2 separate regions of the Mus musculus genome follow, and region 2 is linked to region 1. Evidence: chromatin contacts called from public promoter capture Hi-C data. All regions are on one chromosome and are shown on one strand. The core of a region is the stretch at or near the end of the contact, and the rest is flanking DNA. Distances in the headings are between cores, read along the strand shown.

Region 1 (7,094 bases), core at 1,283-3,782:
TGGGAGGAGCAGGTTCTCTCGGAGACACATCTGAGAGAAGCATTCGCTGGTCATCTTATCACCCTGGCCTCTCACTCTTCACTGCAGCTGTGGCCATGAAGGCCCCTGTGTTCTCCCACACCTGCCCTCCTCACCTCCTCCCCCACTCCCAGATTCGAAGCCTCAGGGTCAGTCTCCGGAGGGCCCAGGCCCCTCTGCCGTTGGCTTGGCTCCCACCCAGCAGTCCTTCCTGAACAAAGGGATCTTCACAGATACAAATCCAGAAAGCAACACTCCATAAACCTGTGTCCAGCACCTAGACTAACCGGGGCTTCTAGGGCTCTCCAGACAAAGGCTTTGCCTTCCAGGAACAGGGCAAAAACATTCCAGAGAAGACAATTGTCAGTAAAGTGCGGTAAATGCATAGTTGCTTAGGGCATAATGGGAGCCTCAAGGACAGGGTGGTGGTGGTGGGGAGAATGACAGCTTCATGGAGGAAGTGGGATTTTAATTGTAAGAAAGAACAATTTAGACCAATGGGGGAGGAAGAACGAGAGAGAAAGGATAGCACTGTCCTACATATTGAAAAGGGGCAAAATTATGAAAGGTGTGTAAGTGGGAGGAGAGAGAGCGAGCGAGCTCACGGCCAAACATTACTTTATTTTTATTTTTTACTCTTTATTTTGAATTGAAAGTAACCCCACTTTTCATCCTAAGGAGACCTGGGAGATGAGAGGCTGGACTGGGAAGAGGGCTCCTAATGTCAGATCATTTTATAGATCTTCCCCCACAGCCCTCCTGGCAAGCCTGCCACATAGGGAGATTGTTCTTTAAAAGCTGAGAGTTTGTAGGTCAAGGTGGGAAAATGATTCACCCAAGACCACAGATTAAACTGGGATTAGATACATCTGTCAAAACTGCTAAATACTGCGTTGCAGCAAGAACTCAAGGCGCATGTTTCCTAACCCGAACCTGGATCTTGTATTAGCCCTCTCACTGACACCCACGAGGATGTCTTTCCCGCGTCGCGGAAGGATAGCGGCCAGCAGCTTCCTGTGTGGGCATAGTACTCAATCTCTGTTGAAGAGAGGGATGGGCCTGCCCCACCCCTGGGTCCAAAGCCGCGAAGGCGGGTGAGAGGGCTGAGAGGGTAGAAATTCAGCCAATGGCGGGGCTATATGCAAATGTAGAAGTCCTTGCTTTCTTAGGGTTGGCTAATCTATCAGCACTCTTGCCCAAATCCCTCCTCCTCCTCTCTGAACACTGAACTATTCCGGGCGGGTGTTTGTGGCTCTAAAAAACTAAGAGGAAAAAAGTCTTGAAGATTTGGATCTGAGTTGTCCTGGCGCCCCCCACCCCCGCTGCCCCTCCTCTGTCCTTCCCCTCAAGGCTCAAAGCTTTGGAAACCCTCGAAGTCTAGGTGTCTGCTCTGGCTAAATCCCAGAGTTCGGATCTGAGAATTTACCCCATCTCTCGGCTGGCCAGGCTCCTACTGGCTTCATCAGATCGCTCTCAAGAGTTCCTACACCTCCTCCGCTACACATTAAAAAAAAAAAAAAAATTCCTTACTTCCCAGTTCTGGAAGAGAGGGCCTCCGGGATCTCCCCTCTGTCTTTCTTACTCGCTATGGGAAAAGCAGAGAAGTCAGAGTCCTGACTCAGTTTCCCCATTTGCATTCCCTATTCCTGTACTACTGCCAATGCTGAAGGGGCCAGCAATGGTGAGGTGGTAGGCAATGAGGCGCGGGCAAGAGGCAGCCGTTTGACTCTCTCTGTCTTAGAGCTTTCCACCTTGTTCCTGTCTGTTCCCCAAATCTAGCTCGAGGGCCCTTCTCGCCCGTCCCCACCCCTCCTCACCCCGTTCTCACCCAATCTCTCACTATGGATTTCATGATGTCCAACAGCTCTTCCCTACCTATCTGCCAACTCCTTGATGATGCGAATTGGACACATTTCTTTGGGGGAAGGAAGACTATACGGGAAGAAAACACAATAGAGTATCCAGGGGTACAGAACGTCAAAGTGGCACTTCAGAAGTGCTCGGGCAGAGACCCGAAAGGAACTGTCTGCGAGGGTCCCGGTGCAACCTCCCGATAGCTGGGATCCTGGAGCGGGTAGAGCCTGAAGGCAGCAGGATCGCTGTGCCAAGTCCCAAGACTGGCTCTGGGTCCCCACCCTCTGGTGTTTGGAGCTGCGCGGGAGACAGTCCCACTCAGCACTCACCACCACAGTCCATCGACGTGCGCGGGGCACAAGAGCAGCAGCAGCAGTCCGAGGCGGGAGGGCACCGGCGGCAGCATCCTGAGAGCTCTACCGCAGTCTGGCCGGGGAGGCGGCTGGGGGTGGGGAGTGAAGCTGCGGGGTGAGCCGGGGCGCGCGGGCACCGGGCTTCAGGGCAAACGCGGCGACCGAGGCGGCGGCCCGGAGACTAGGGCTCCGGCGGCGGTGGCGGCGGGGGGGCCCATCCCGGGCGAGGAGGGCGCGGCGGAGGCGGAGAGCGGACCCAGCAGCCAGCGCCTGTGTCTCCTGCGGAGCTCGCTGGAGAGAAGAAATCAGAGCCGGGGGCGGGGGTGGGAGGGGAGCGGGGCCGAAGCGTGGGCGGGGGAGGGGGACAGGGGGGCCACGGGGGTGGCAGTTGCGACAGTCAGGCGGCGGGACTCTTGGGAGGGAGCCGTGCGCCCCGGGGCGGCGGGCGCAGAGCGCAGCGGAGGGCGGGTGCTGGGGCGGGGCCGCGCGCTCACGGGTGCGGGTCCCGCCCGCCTGCCCCTCTCCTAGCCTCTGCGGGGTTGTCCCCTGCCATCCCTGGACCTGGGGCATGGAGGGGCGGGATGAATAGTCGAGAAGGGTAAGGGGGGGAGGGAGGAAGAACTGGGGAAGGGGGACTGGCTGGGAGACGTTTGACAGGTTTGTTGACTGTAAAGAGAGAAAACTTCCCAGGAATGAGGGAGTTTGGGGGGAGGGAACAGTACGTAGGGATATACAGATGGGGGCCAGGGAGGAAGTCGGCCGGGGGCGCAGGATGCTCGGTAGAAGGCTGTCCAACTGGATCGCCAGCCCAACGAACTTAGGAGGCGTTACCAACTCCCGCGTCTTTTGCCCCTTCTTCAGCCTCTGTCCCAGCAAGGGAACGAGCCCGAGGCCTGGGTTCTAGCTCCCTAGCCTTGCAGCCGCAGCCAGCCGATGTTGGGGGCGGACAGTGTGGGGGAGATAAGACAGCAAGTGGAACCTCTCCAGGGCCTGCGCTCCAGTATTCGCTACTCATAAACGTGGCGGAGGGCCGAGGTTGCTGACTTCCAAGAGAAGAGGGGTCAGCGCTGGCTGTGGTCAGGTCTCACTTGTCCGCGGGTTCCTGGAGCCTCAAGTTCCTCCCCCAACTTGGCCAGGGCAGAAGGGGTGGGAGAGCCAGCTGCAGGTGAGATGGCGTTTATCTGATTCTCTAATGCCACAAAAATGTCTTTGATGCCCCTGACCCCCTCCCCACGGGGGGAGATCAAAGGCCTCGTGGGGAGGAGGGACAGCTCCATTCATCAAGCCAAGCGGCTGGCAGCGGGCGGCAGCCTCTGCTGCTCTGGCCTGGGGCAGAGGCCCCCCGACGTGCCCCAGGAGTGCAGAGGGACAGGTGGTGCGGACATTCCGAAGCAGGAGCCAATTTCCCCGCCACCGCTATCTAGAGGGCCCATCAACCTTAAACAGGGGACCTTAAGCCCACGTGGCAGAAATTTCACACCAGAGGGGAAAGTTCCTTGTCGTTTGGGGTGGGGAGGAATTTAGAAGTGGAAACGGAGAACAGTGCCAAGATAGACAAACACCGCTGGTGAGCAAAGAGGAGGGCCGGTCCAGAGAGTCGTCCAGAGAGTGGGGCAAATGGGCAAAGATGAGACTGGGGGACCAGAAAGAAGGCAGGAGAAGGCCACAGATGCCTACATCAGGAGGGGGAGCAGATCTGAGGAAAGAAGATGAATAGCAGGGAGAAGGGATGGAAAAACCGGAGCCTAGACACAAACAAATAAGGCCTTGGGTTTTCTGGGAGTCCTAATGAGGATTCTGGGTGTCAAAGGTCCTGAATAAGGAGATTTGCAGAGTGTGAGGCCCTCTGGGGAAGGAAAGGAGCAGAGAGAGGAGACAGCGCTCAGCCAGACACTGGACCAACCTACGTTTCTTCCTTTCTCATGCACTGCACCGCTCCAGCACATAGCAATTTTGTACACAGCCTTTCATACTAGTACTAGTGCCAAGCACTGTGGACACCACCACACCCGTGGGCATAGCTCATTCAAGGATATACCAGGCCGAGTGAATACTGGGGCTAGAGTTGGTGCCAACCTGGCAGCTAGGAGGTGTATGGTGTCTCCAGAAGGTGCAGGTGGGCCAATGACCAGCTCCCTGGGATCCAGTGTCTTAGTTTCAAGCCCCTTACCCAGCCTGCTACTGTTATTGCAGATTATGAAATGCTCTCCCTGTCCTGCATTCTTCTCTGAGGCAAGAATTTTAATGTATTTGTCTTTGTCATCAGGGGACCTGGGCTCTGGGATAGCCCTGAGAAGGGAGCGCCCCAAATCTACTCTTTGTTGATTCCAGACCCTAGGCTTTCTTGGTTCTCCAGCCTCCCCACCCCACCCCCGTGTCCCCCGTGTCCTATCCCTGCCCCCTCGCCCCCCCCCCCCAGACACCGTCTCTCTGTGGGGTGGATAAAAATGATGTTATTGAAACAACAGAATTGGGAGCAGTGGCAGGGAGCAGGGATCAGCTCAGGAAACTGGGGCGTTTGCCAAGAAGCCTGCTCCCCCGCAGGCAGCCTTTCTGCCCCCACCCCCCACCTTTCCTCTAAACACACACAGTTGGTCCCACCCCTCCTGCAATGTGCTCCAGCCAGATCTTGCAGAATCTTTAGCCATCCCTGGGCTCTCCTACCCTTCATCCATCCTTCCCCACCAGAGTCCCACTCCAGAATCACTTGACAAACACTGCCTTGCAGAAGCATCAGAACAGGGAAGGCCAGGGTAGACCTTCTGGAGCCCCTGTTCCAGAACTTTGGTTCCAAGGTATTGGCATTTGTCATCTGGGGAAACCAGGGTCTGGGATTACCCTGCCTTGCCCACAGGTGCTCCCCATAGGTGCTCCCCATTTATGTATTATCAGAACAGAGACAGATTGAACACCTTTGTCTTTTTTGTCCCCTCAAACCTTCAGAGACACAAGTTTGGAGGGTCTGGAAAGTGTCAAGTCACTGTTACCTTAGTAGATTTTTTTCCCCCAGAGAGCAGAGCTGAAGAATTGAGACATACAAACAGCTACAGATATGTGTGCACACATGCACACTCAGACATACCATCAGATATGTGTGCACACATGCACACTCAGACATACCATCAGATATGTGTGCACACATGCACACTCAGACATACCATCAGATATGTGTGCAAACATGCACACTCAGACATGCTATCAGATGCACACAGACAAATGGACAACCCCACAGAAATCACACCCTTAACTCCCCCACCCCTCCACAATGATAGTTAATTTTCATGAGCAGATACAGATGGGGGGGAGACATGGTGGCCTTGCTGGGGGTGAAATTTATGCCAACCACCATGACGGCCACACCCATGTATGCACAATCACACACACACACACACACACAGGGCCTCTGCATATATGTCCATATAGAGAAGCAGAAGAGGTAGTGGTACAGAGGTAAGCGGTGAGTTGAGACTGTGGTGGGCTCACTCCACCCCTGTGAACCTGTAAATTCCACTCACCGCTAGGCTCTGGTACAAAGACCCTGCAGGGGAGACTTGGGTGTCTGGCTGTGGGGTTGAAGAGGAAGGAGAGGCAGAGGTGGGGACTGTGGAGGGGGGAGAGGCAGCTGGAGACAGATAACATCAGAACTGCTGCAGGCAAAAGCAGAGTGCTCTGCCTCCACTGGTCGCTCTCTCTCTCTCTCTCTCTCTCTCTCTCTCTCTCTCTCTCTCTCTCTCTCTCTCTACTTTCTTGTGTCTTCATGTCTCCCCCATGTACAGAGTTTGGTCTCTAAATCATTCTGTTGTGCCCCCCCCCCTTCTTTCCTCAGGATGACTGAAGCTGCAGGAGCCCAGGAATTTAGGCCTGTGAACCTTCCCCTCCCAACAGCCTCCATCCTCTCCTCTTCCCTCCCTCCTTCCCTGCATCTCTAGCACTGGGATGGAGCTCTTCTTTTCAGGGAGATGATAGGCCTTGAGAATTCCTACAAGGTCTCTGGGACCTAGGAGAACAGAGAGAGGAAAGGCCAACCCTCCAGAGAGATGGAGGGAAGAAAGGAAAAGAAAAAAAAAAGAAAGAGAGGGAGACACTTATTTCCTCTCCTCTAGGTATACCAGACAGCTTTATTCAACTTCCACGGCCTGCCTAATATCCCAAGAGTGTATCCACCCAGTCACCTTATCACACCTGCCTCACAGGTCCAGCTCCAACTCCACGGAGATTCCCTCTGAGCCACTGTCTCTCACATCAGAGCTCACCTGCCTCGCCCTGCTCATCTCTATCCTCTCAAGCCTCCAGTCACACCAAGGAGAGAAATAACCTGCCTGGAGGAATCTTGAAATAGGGGGCAGGGGCTGAGTCTGACCCAGGGGCTGCTTCCTACCAAGGCTAGATTGGGAGGATGCCAGGGAACATAGGCTTTTTAGTTCAACTTCAGTGGACCAACAGGAAAGGCTAGCCCCATGAACCTCTACAGTCATCTTGTTTCAGACTGTCTCCTGCATGGTTTTCCCCTTTTGTTTTTGTTTTCTTGTTTTGTCCTTGTTTTTATGATAGTAGATTTGATGCTGGAACTCAGGGCCTCAACTGTTCCAGGAAAGAACATTATCTCTGAGCATCTTCTCACAGTCCAACTCCTTGGTTTTAGACTGGGGGGTGGGGTGGGGTGTGGCAGAGGTGGGTGGGGGAGTGGGGCAGGGGTGGGTGGGGGTGGGGGTGGGAGGGAGCCTAGTCAGAGCTCCAGAATTCAGGTTCTCTGTCAGCCTCTGTCCTGGTTTATCACTGGGACTGGGTTGTGCTGGCTCTCTCACCCTGGCAGCAGGCAGCACCCACTATGTGCTAGGCATCCAACTACATACGGGGGAGAAAATGGTG
Region 2 (7,094 bases), core at 1,882-4,381, 53 kb before region 1:
GATGGTTGTGAGCCACCATGTGGTTGCTGGGATTTGAACTCAGGACCTTCAGAAGAACAGTCGGGTGCTCTTACCTGCTGAGCCATCTCACCAGCCCCAACTTAAAATATTTGAGACATTTCTAGATGCATAGTACTTAGAACCGTTTTGTTTGTTTTTGAGACAGGGTTTGTTGTTGTTGTTTTGGTTTTTGGGTTTTTGTTTTTGTTTTTTCAAGACAGGGTTTCTCTGTGTAGCCCTGGCTGTCCTGGAACTCACTTTGTAGACCAGGCTGGCCTTGAACTCAGAAATCCACTTGCCTCTGCCTCCCAAGTGCTGGGATAAAAGGCGTGCGCCACCACCGCCCAGCTCATTTGAGACAGGGTTTTACATAGCCCAGGCCATCCCTAATTCACTATGTAGCCAAGGATAACCTTGAACTTCTTATCCTCTTGCCTCTACTCCCAGAGTGCTGGTGCAGGCTTGTGTCACCACAGCTGGTTGTGTACCGTGCTGGCAATTGACAGCACAGCTTCATGAAGGCAAGGCAAGCATTCCACCAAGCCGGCTACACCTCAGCTCTAGCCTATATCGAACTCCTAAAAGGTTTCAAATCAATGCCAGCTCCCATCATGAGATGAAAAGCCACATAACACGGTGTAAAACTGAAAATAAAAAGAAATGGAAATGGAAAATAGAAGGGGAAAAAATCAATAAACTAAAAATAGGTAAGTGCAAGTCATAACAGCAGGCTGGGCTGTAATCCCAGCACTCCGGAGGCAGAGGCAGGCGGATCTCTGTGAGTTCAAGGCCAGCCTGGGCTACAGAATGAGTTCCAGGACAACCAGGGCTACTTAGTGAGATCCTGTCTTGAAAACAGCAACAAATAATAATAATAATAGTAATAGAAAAGATAAAATCTCAATATAGATGTAAAAGATTTAAAACGGGTTCAATCATTTCTCAATTCAACAGGAAGAAATTTAAAATAATAGCTAAAAATCAAATTGAAAGTTTTTTTCTTTTGAGAAATATCAATAAACTGACAAACTTCTTGCAAAATATCTTGGTATGCTCTCTGTTGCTGTGATAGAGTACCTTGGCCAAAAGTAACTTGGGGAGCAAAGGGTTTGTTTGGTCTACAAGTCTGGATTACGGCGTCTTATGACAGGAAGTCAAGGCAGGAACCTAGAAGCAGGAGCTGAAGCAGAGGCCGGCCACTGAGGGTGCTGCTTTCTGGCTTGCTCCCCATAGCTCGCTCAGTTTGCTGGCTTACACCTCCCAGGCTCGCCTGCCCAGGAGTGACGCCACCCACAACAGGCTGGGCCGTTGGACAAAAACAAAACAAAACAAAGCAAACCCTAACCAGCACAGCACACTAGTCAGGAGAAATGGATGGGAGACTCAGATTTCTGATCTTAGAAATAAAAGATGCATTGCCCCAACAGAGTCTAAAAATCACCAACACTCTCTCAGCCACAGAAACCAGAGTTCAACTGTTAAAGAAACTGAATGTGTAGCTACAACCTTCCCATCAGGGACACCCTAAGCTCTGGTGGCTCTGACATTTAAAAGAAGAAATAGGGCCAACTCCTCAAATTCTTCCAGACAACTGGACATGGGTCATGTTAAATGTTCACCATCCAGGTCAGGACTTTCTCTTTTTAAGATTGGTTTTCACTTTATGTGTATGAGAAACCCACATGTGGATCAGTGTCCTGAGGTGCCTGGAATTACAGAGTTTTGAGCAGCCACATGCATGCTGGGCACCATATTAGGGTTCTGTGCAGGAGCAACACACTGATCTTAACCAATGGGGAGAATGGACTAAACCTCTGAAACTGTAAGCAAGCGCCAATTAAATGCTCTCTAGAAGGACAGTTGCCATGGTCTCTTCACAGCAGTAGAACACTATAAATGAATACAAAGTTTCTGGTGGAATCAACAGTCTCAAATGTGATGGCTGCACAACCAAATGTTCTAAACGGAACTGTATACTTATATGTAAGTTACAGAGTATGGGAGTTATGCCAATAAAGTTATTATTATTTAAACATCAGTAAATAACTTGTAATTAAACTAAACAAAACTTGTAATTAAAACAAAAAACAAACAAACAAACAAACCAGCTTGGCTTGGTGGTACATGACTTTAATCCTAACACTGGGAAACAGAGGAAGGCAAATCTGAGTTTGAGGCCAGCCTGGTTTACAGAGCTACAACGTGCTACACAGAGAAACCTTGTCTCAACACAACAAAACAAAACAAAATCAAAGGACATGGGGCCTCAGCACGGTTCAGCTGGTAAAAGCCTTCCTGCCAAGCTTGATGGTGATCCCTGAACCCACATGGTGAAAGGAGAAACCAGACCAAGTCCTCTAACCTAGAGAGAGAGAGAGAGAGAGAGAGAGAGATGTTTACAGAAATAAAAGGAAGAACATTCTAAAAAATCAAACACTTTTGATAGAAAGGTCCATAACGATAAAGCTCTTGCCTGTTTTTTCTTTTATTTATTTATTTGTTTGTTTGTTTGTTTGTTTACATCTGTGCCTGGGAGTCAGTTCATCCCTTCCATCCTGCTTCAATCATCAGACTTGGTTGCAAACGTCCTTCCCTGGATTCTCACCAGCCCTTGACTGCTCTATTGGCTGTTGTTAACTCCAACACCAAACAAAAGTCTCACAAATGGTAAGTAAAATTAAATAGTGACTGAAGGAATGCGTGCAAAAGCCCCCGTCAGGGAAGAGCACGGTTCACAGGTTCATCAGAGAAAAGAAAGCTCCCAGTGGGCACTGGGAAGACACTGGGAGTCTGCAACCAATTGTCTCAGTCTCCCTGCAGAGCCGTAGGAGCCACAGAAGGGTTTTAGAGAAGGTAGATCAGATTTACATTTGAAAAGAACGCTGACAGCTGGAGAAAGCCTGGAAAGATTAGGGCTTAAAAAGTTGGACTCTGCAACAAAGGAAAGTTAGTGACCTTGGAAAACTCAGTGCAGGTGGAGCCCGGGACTGACTGGAGGGGGCTGGAAAGCAAGTGTCGCAAACGGCATCTCTCTCTGCAAGGCCTCTTCTTCCGCCCTATGTCTCCAGGGAAACGGGCCCAAAATACACTTGGCTTAAAAAGTAACAAAGACATGTTCCTATGCATATTCACGCACAGCCGGCTCACCGCTCACCGGTCCATTCTGAGTCTGTTCAAGAATTGCTCACCCTGACAGAGGGAAAATTCATGCTCTCAGCTCCCACCAGATGCCTTCCATTGCTGAAGGAGAAAGGAGGACAAAGAAAGGCTGCACAGGACAGAAAACACAAAGTGTTCCCTGTGGCTTTACCAGGCCTCTCATTAGGTCCCTACAACCTAGAACCCAACCCTCGACACCTAAGACAGTGGGAAATTCTGGAATAAGGTGCTTGCCACGGGTGTGACTAAATGTCTGAACTCAGAACTGAAAAGATTGGTTTCTAGTTGAGTTTTCTCCAGCCATAGGCAAAACTATGGGCAAGCAATGTAACTTCTCTGAGTGTCCATCATCTCAAAAATGAAGAGAAAACACATGCCCTGACCTACTGACAGATGTAAGGAGGGGACAGACATGCAAGAAGAGATCTACATTCTGTGAGGCCAGAGCTCACCCAATTTCAATGAGCTCCTTAAGAAAAAGTGGTGGCGCACGCCTTTAATCCCAGCACTCGGGAGGCAGAGGCAGGCGGATTTCTGAGTTTGAGGCCAGCCTGGTCTACAAAGTGAGTTCCAGGACAGCCAGGGCTATACAGAGAAACCCTGTCTTGAAAAACCAAAAAAAAAAAAAAAAAAAAAAAAAGAAAAGAAAAGAAAAGAAAAAGAATATGAACACAGCCTTGGTCTACAAAGAAAGTTCCAGGAAAGCCAGGGCGACACAGAGAAGCCACCTTGGGGTGGGAGGATATAAGCACAAAAATACAAAAGTAGATACAAAATCTGAACGTTCACTTATACAAGAAAAATTTACACCCAAAGCCCCAGAGCTGAGGGTCAACATATAGGAAAACCACCACACAATCTTTGTTTAAAACAGGATCTGGCTGTCACTTGGGCCTCAACTCTCAGACCTCCCAAGCAGCTGGGACAACAGATGCACTCCACTGTACTGAGCTAAGCTGCACAGTCTTTAATCTTTTTTTAATATTTATTTTTATTTATGTGTACCTGTATCTGGGTGAGTATGAGCCACATGTGTGCAGACACCCATGGAAGCCAGAAGAGGGCACTGGACTGCATTTTTTGCAACCTACTTTTTTTTTTTTTTTTTTTTTTTTTTTTTTTTTTTTTTTGGTTTTTCAAGACAGGGTTTCTCTGTATAGGCCTGGCTCTCCTGGAACTCACTCTGTAGACCGGGCTGGCCTCGAACTCAAATCTGCCTGCCTCTGCCTCCCGAGTGCTGGGATTAAAGAAGTGCGTTACCACACCTGGCTGCAACCTACTTTTAATAAGGGTTCAACCTCTCCTCTAGCCCACTACCCAGCAGAGGTAGTGGAAGAGAAAAGTCATTAGGATTTGGGGGAAGTGGACCTGTTCAGCAAGAGCCCTTTGGGGGCGAGCTCATCTTGGGCAGCAGCTCAGTCCCACAGCAAACACCAAATATGACTCAGCAGCTGCAGTCCAGTCCTTTCCTCAGGCAGACAGCAAGCGTGAATACCAACTGGCCGGAGGAGAGGCCTCGGAAGCAGCAAGGTGCTGAAGGAGCCTCACAAGAAGTTCTTATTCTAGGTCACTGAGTTTCTCTCAATGGCGTCCTTACCACCAGTTGAGCTCAACAAAGCTATGTAAGGCAAACCAATACATGCATGTCGTCATTGAAGAATACTGGGGTAGCGGAGCTCACTGCTCGCCTCCCACTGTCGGGGGGGGGGGGTCATATTCATACTCCTTCATCACAGGTCCTTTCACGTGTTTGCTGTATCAGAACATCCTCTGTGTCTGCTTCAGGAAAACGTTCTTTCACGAGTCTGCTTTACCAGGGCACCCTTTCACCTGCCTGCCCCAGCAAACAATCAGCTGACACAACTAACTTCCCAAGTAAACTAGAAGCTTCCACTTAACTGGATTCCTTGGCTCTAGAAGTCACAGGCAGAAGTGAGCTGCCCAGTGTGGATGCCTAGAACCAAACTCAGGTCCTCTGGAAGAACAGGAATTGCTCTTGACCTCTGAGACATCTTTCTAAGTCCCATCTTTAATGACACATCAATGACAACCACAATTTTACATTATTTTCATCCTTGGAGAAAATAGGAAACTCATTCAGTTTTTCTCTCTTTGTGATTGATCAAAATGTGTTATTACGGTAGTACAGTCCTTATCCCCAGGCGATATTCTACAGCCCCTGGTGGTTCCAAAGCTGCACACAGTGCCAGTCCCTATACATACTATGTTTCCCCTTATATATGCATACCTATAATAGATTTAAATTTCTAAATCAGTCACAATGAGACAGATTAGAGAGGACCACCTCTCCCTGAGGTACTGGAGTAGCAGCTAAGGAGCCCCATGAGATACTGTTAAAATTGTTATTGTTAACTGTTGTTAAAAATGTTGACAATAAGCTTTTATTGTAACCACCCCATGTTTCCTTTTAAAAAGCTAAGATGGGGGTTGGGGCAATATGACTCTCTAATTAATGATTTTACATCCTTCCCTGGTGTTTCAGTTGTCCTGGGCAAAGGACTGTCCTCCACGCAGTGAGGCCAACAGTCTCCACCCCAGCACCGGCCACTTGGAACACTCTGTCAGTGCCTTGAGGAAGCTGCACAGCAACCACAGCTGCTTGCTGCCGGCAGACAACTCCAGGCCTAGAAGGCACCCTCCCGTTTGTGACTGCTTCAAAGCAGCTTGCACCAGACTTTTCACCATCACAGACCTTGAGGAACTCTAGAAGTCCCTACAGCCATTTCCACTCCTGCCAGAAGAGATAATCTGCCCTGGTGGTGTAAGAAGGGGACAACTGCTGGTATTAGTGCATGCCTCTACCTTTACTGCGGGCTGCGGTGACTGGTGCCAGATGTGGCTCAGAGTTTGAGTGAAGGACTGTCATGTTTGGCACAGATAGCCTTGACCTGTTCCCTTATGGTTTGAATCTGAAATGTCCCCCCAGAGGTTCACATGTTTTTAATACCTTGTCCCAGATACCAGCACCGTTGTGTATGGTTGTGGAATCTTCAGGTGTTAGGGCTGGTTGGTGGATGAGGGTCACAGATGGGCGGGTCTTTGGGGCGATAGACAGCCTGACTTCCAGTATCACTCTCCACTTTCTGGTTGGTAACCACATTGAACAAGCCTACACTACAACCTGTCACAGAAGAGCCACTCTGCCATGCCTTCCTGGTTGTGACAGGGCCAAACTAAACCCCACTCCTCTGTTTCTACTAGGTATTTAGTCACAATGAGAAGGACAGCATCTAACAGACCTCTTTCTAGCTACATGAGCAGGCTCTTAGATAACTTTTTGAGTCACTAGGTAGACACCTCCCTGTGCTGAGCCCTTCGCCACGCTATAACATTAGGCTCAATAAGTGGCTTCTCTCCAGTGGCCTTTCCTTGCCTACTACCGACCTTCATAATTAATAGAATAAGTTGAGCTCGTAACACGAAGAGAGGGTGACAGACATGGCAGCAGAGTGGTGTCAGTGGGCATAGCAGTTGCAGGAACAACAGCAGCAGGAGCCTTGAGAAGACAGCCAGAGTTCTAGATAGTGGTCAGGCCAGAAACAACAGGAAACAGAGGTGTTGAGGGCTGGGAAAAGCTTAAGGACAAGAAGTTACAGGCCCTAGTCACTAAGGAGAAGCCAAGGTTTAAGGGTCAAGGGTCTCAACACCCTAGTTCCAGAGATGCAATACTTACTACTGTAGAGCTGACGGGCACAGCATGTAAGGCCTGCTCAAGAACGGAAGCCACTGCCTCTCATTGCTGCTAAAGCCAACAGTTTACAACGGCTGCTGAATGCCAGCACTTAAAAGCCAGAACATTAAGCCTTCAAGATGTGCCCATAAATTTCTTGATTCTAATTCTGTAGCATAGGCCCCTAACTCTCAGGGCTTAATGGAGTCCCAAGCCCTAGACCTTGAGTGCTTTAAAGGCCAGG

Evidence for each region. Promoter capture Hi-C pulls out the DNA fragments that hold promoters and counts their contacts.
Region 2: a promoter capture Hi-C map of embryonic stem cells shows a contact between it and region 1. The contact joins the enhancer-like site here to the promoter of Wnt6 in region 1. A contact is called at or near these places in 21 of 39 promoter capture datasets (the 3T3-L1 cell line, 3T3-L1-derived adipocytes, the C10 cell line and 12 more), 4 of 15 datasets of contacts at CTCF or cohesin (CD8 T cells, the NIH/3T3 cell line, large pre-B cells and 1 more), 84 of 484 Hi-C or Micro-C datasets (3T3-L1-derived adipocytes, the AML12 cell line, the AtT-20 cell line and 58 more), 24 of 115 datasets of contacts at active chromatin or transcription factors (the 230-238 cell line, CD8 T cells, the SCID.adh cell line and 14 more) and 3 of 9 other capture datasets (adipose tissue, liver and pancreatic islet).

What each region holds. Positions count from the first base shown.
Region 1 is chr1:74,767,330-74,774,423 of GRCm38.p6, reverse strand. Wnt6 (wingless-type MMTV integration site family, member 6) reads right to left here and starts at 2,532. Exons shown (of 4, transcript NM_009526.3): 1 at 2,202-2,532. The coding sequence starts at 2,278.
Region 2 is chr1:74,820,933-74,828,026 of GRCm38.p6, reverse strand. Gm32275 (a long non-coding RNA gene) reads left to right here. Exons shown (of 3, transcript XR_373533.3): 2 at 2,541-2,667; 3 at 5,663-7,094. Among named protein-coding and RNA genes, the nearest start is that of n-TGgcc3, 7.7 kb to the right of the region's middle. Within about 2 kb of position 3,131, at least 46 of the 459 cell types and tissues checked have an H3K27ac peak or open chromatin away from gene starts, as enhancers often do. A contact at or near this core is called in brain, cerebral cortex, cortical neurons and 5 more, where this site is marked.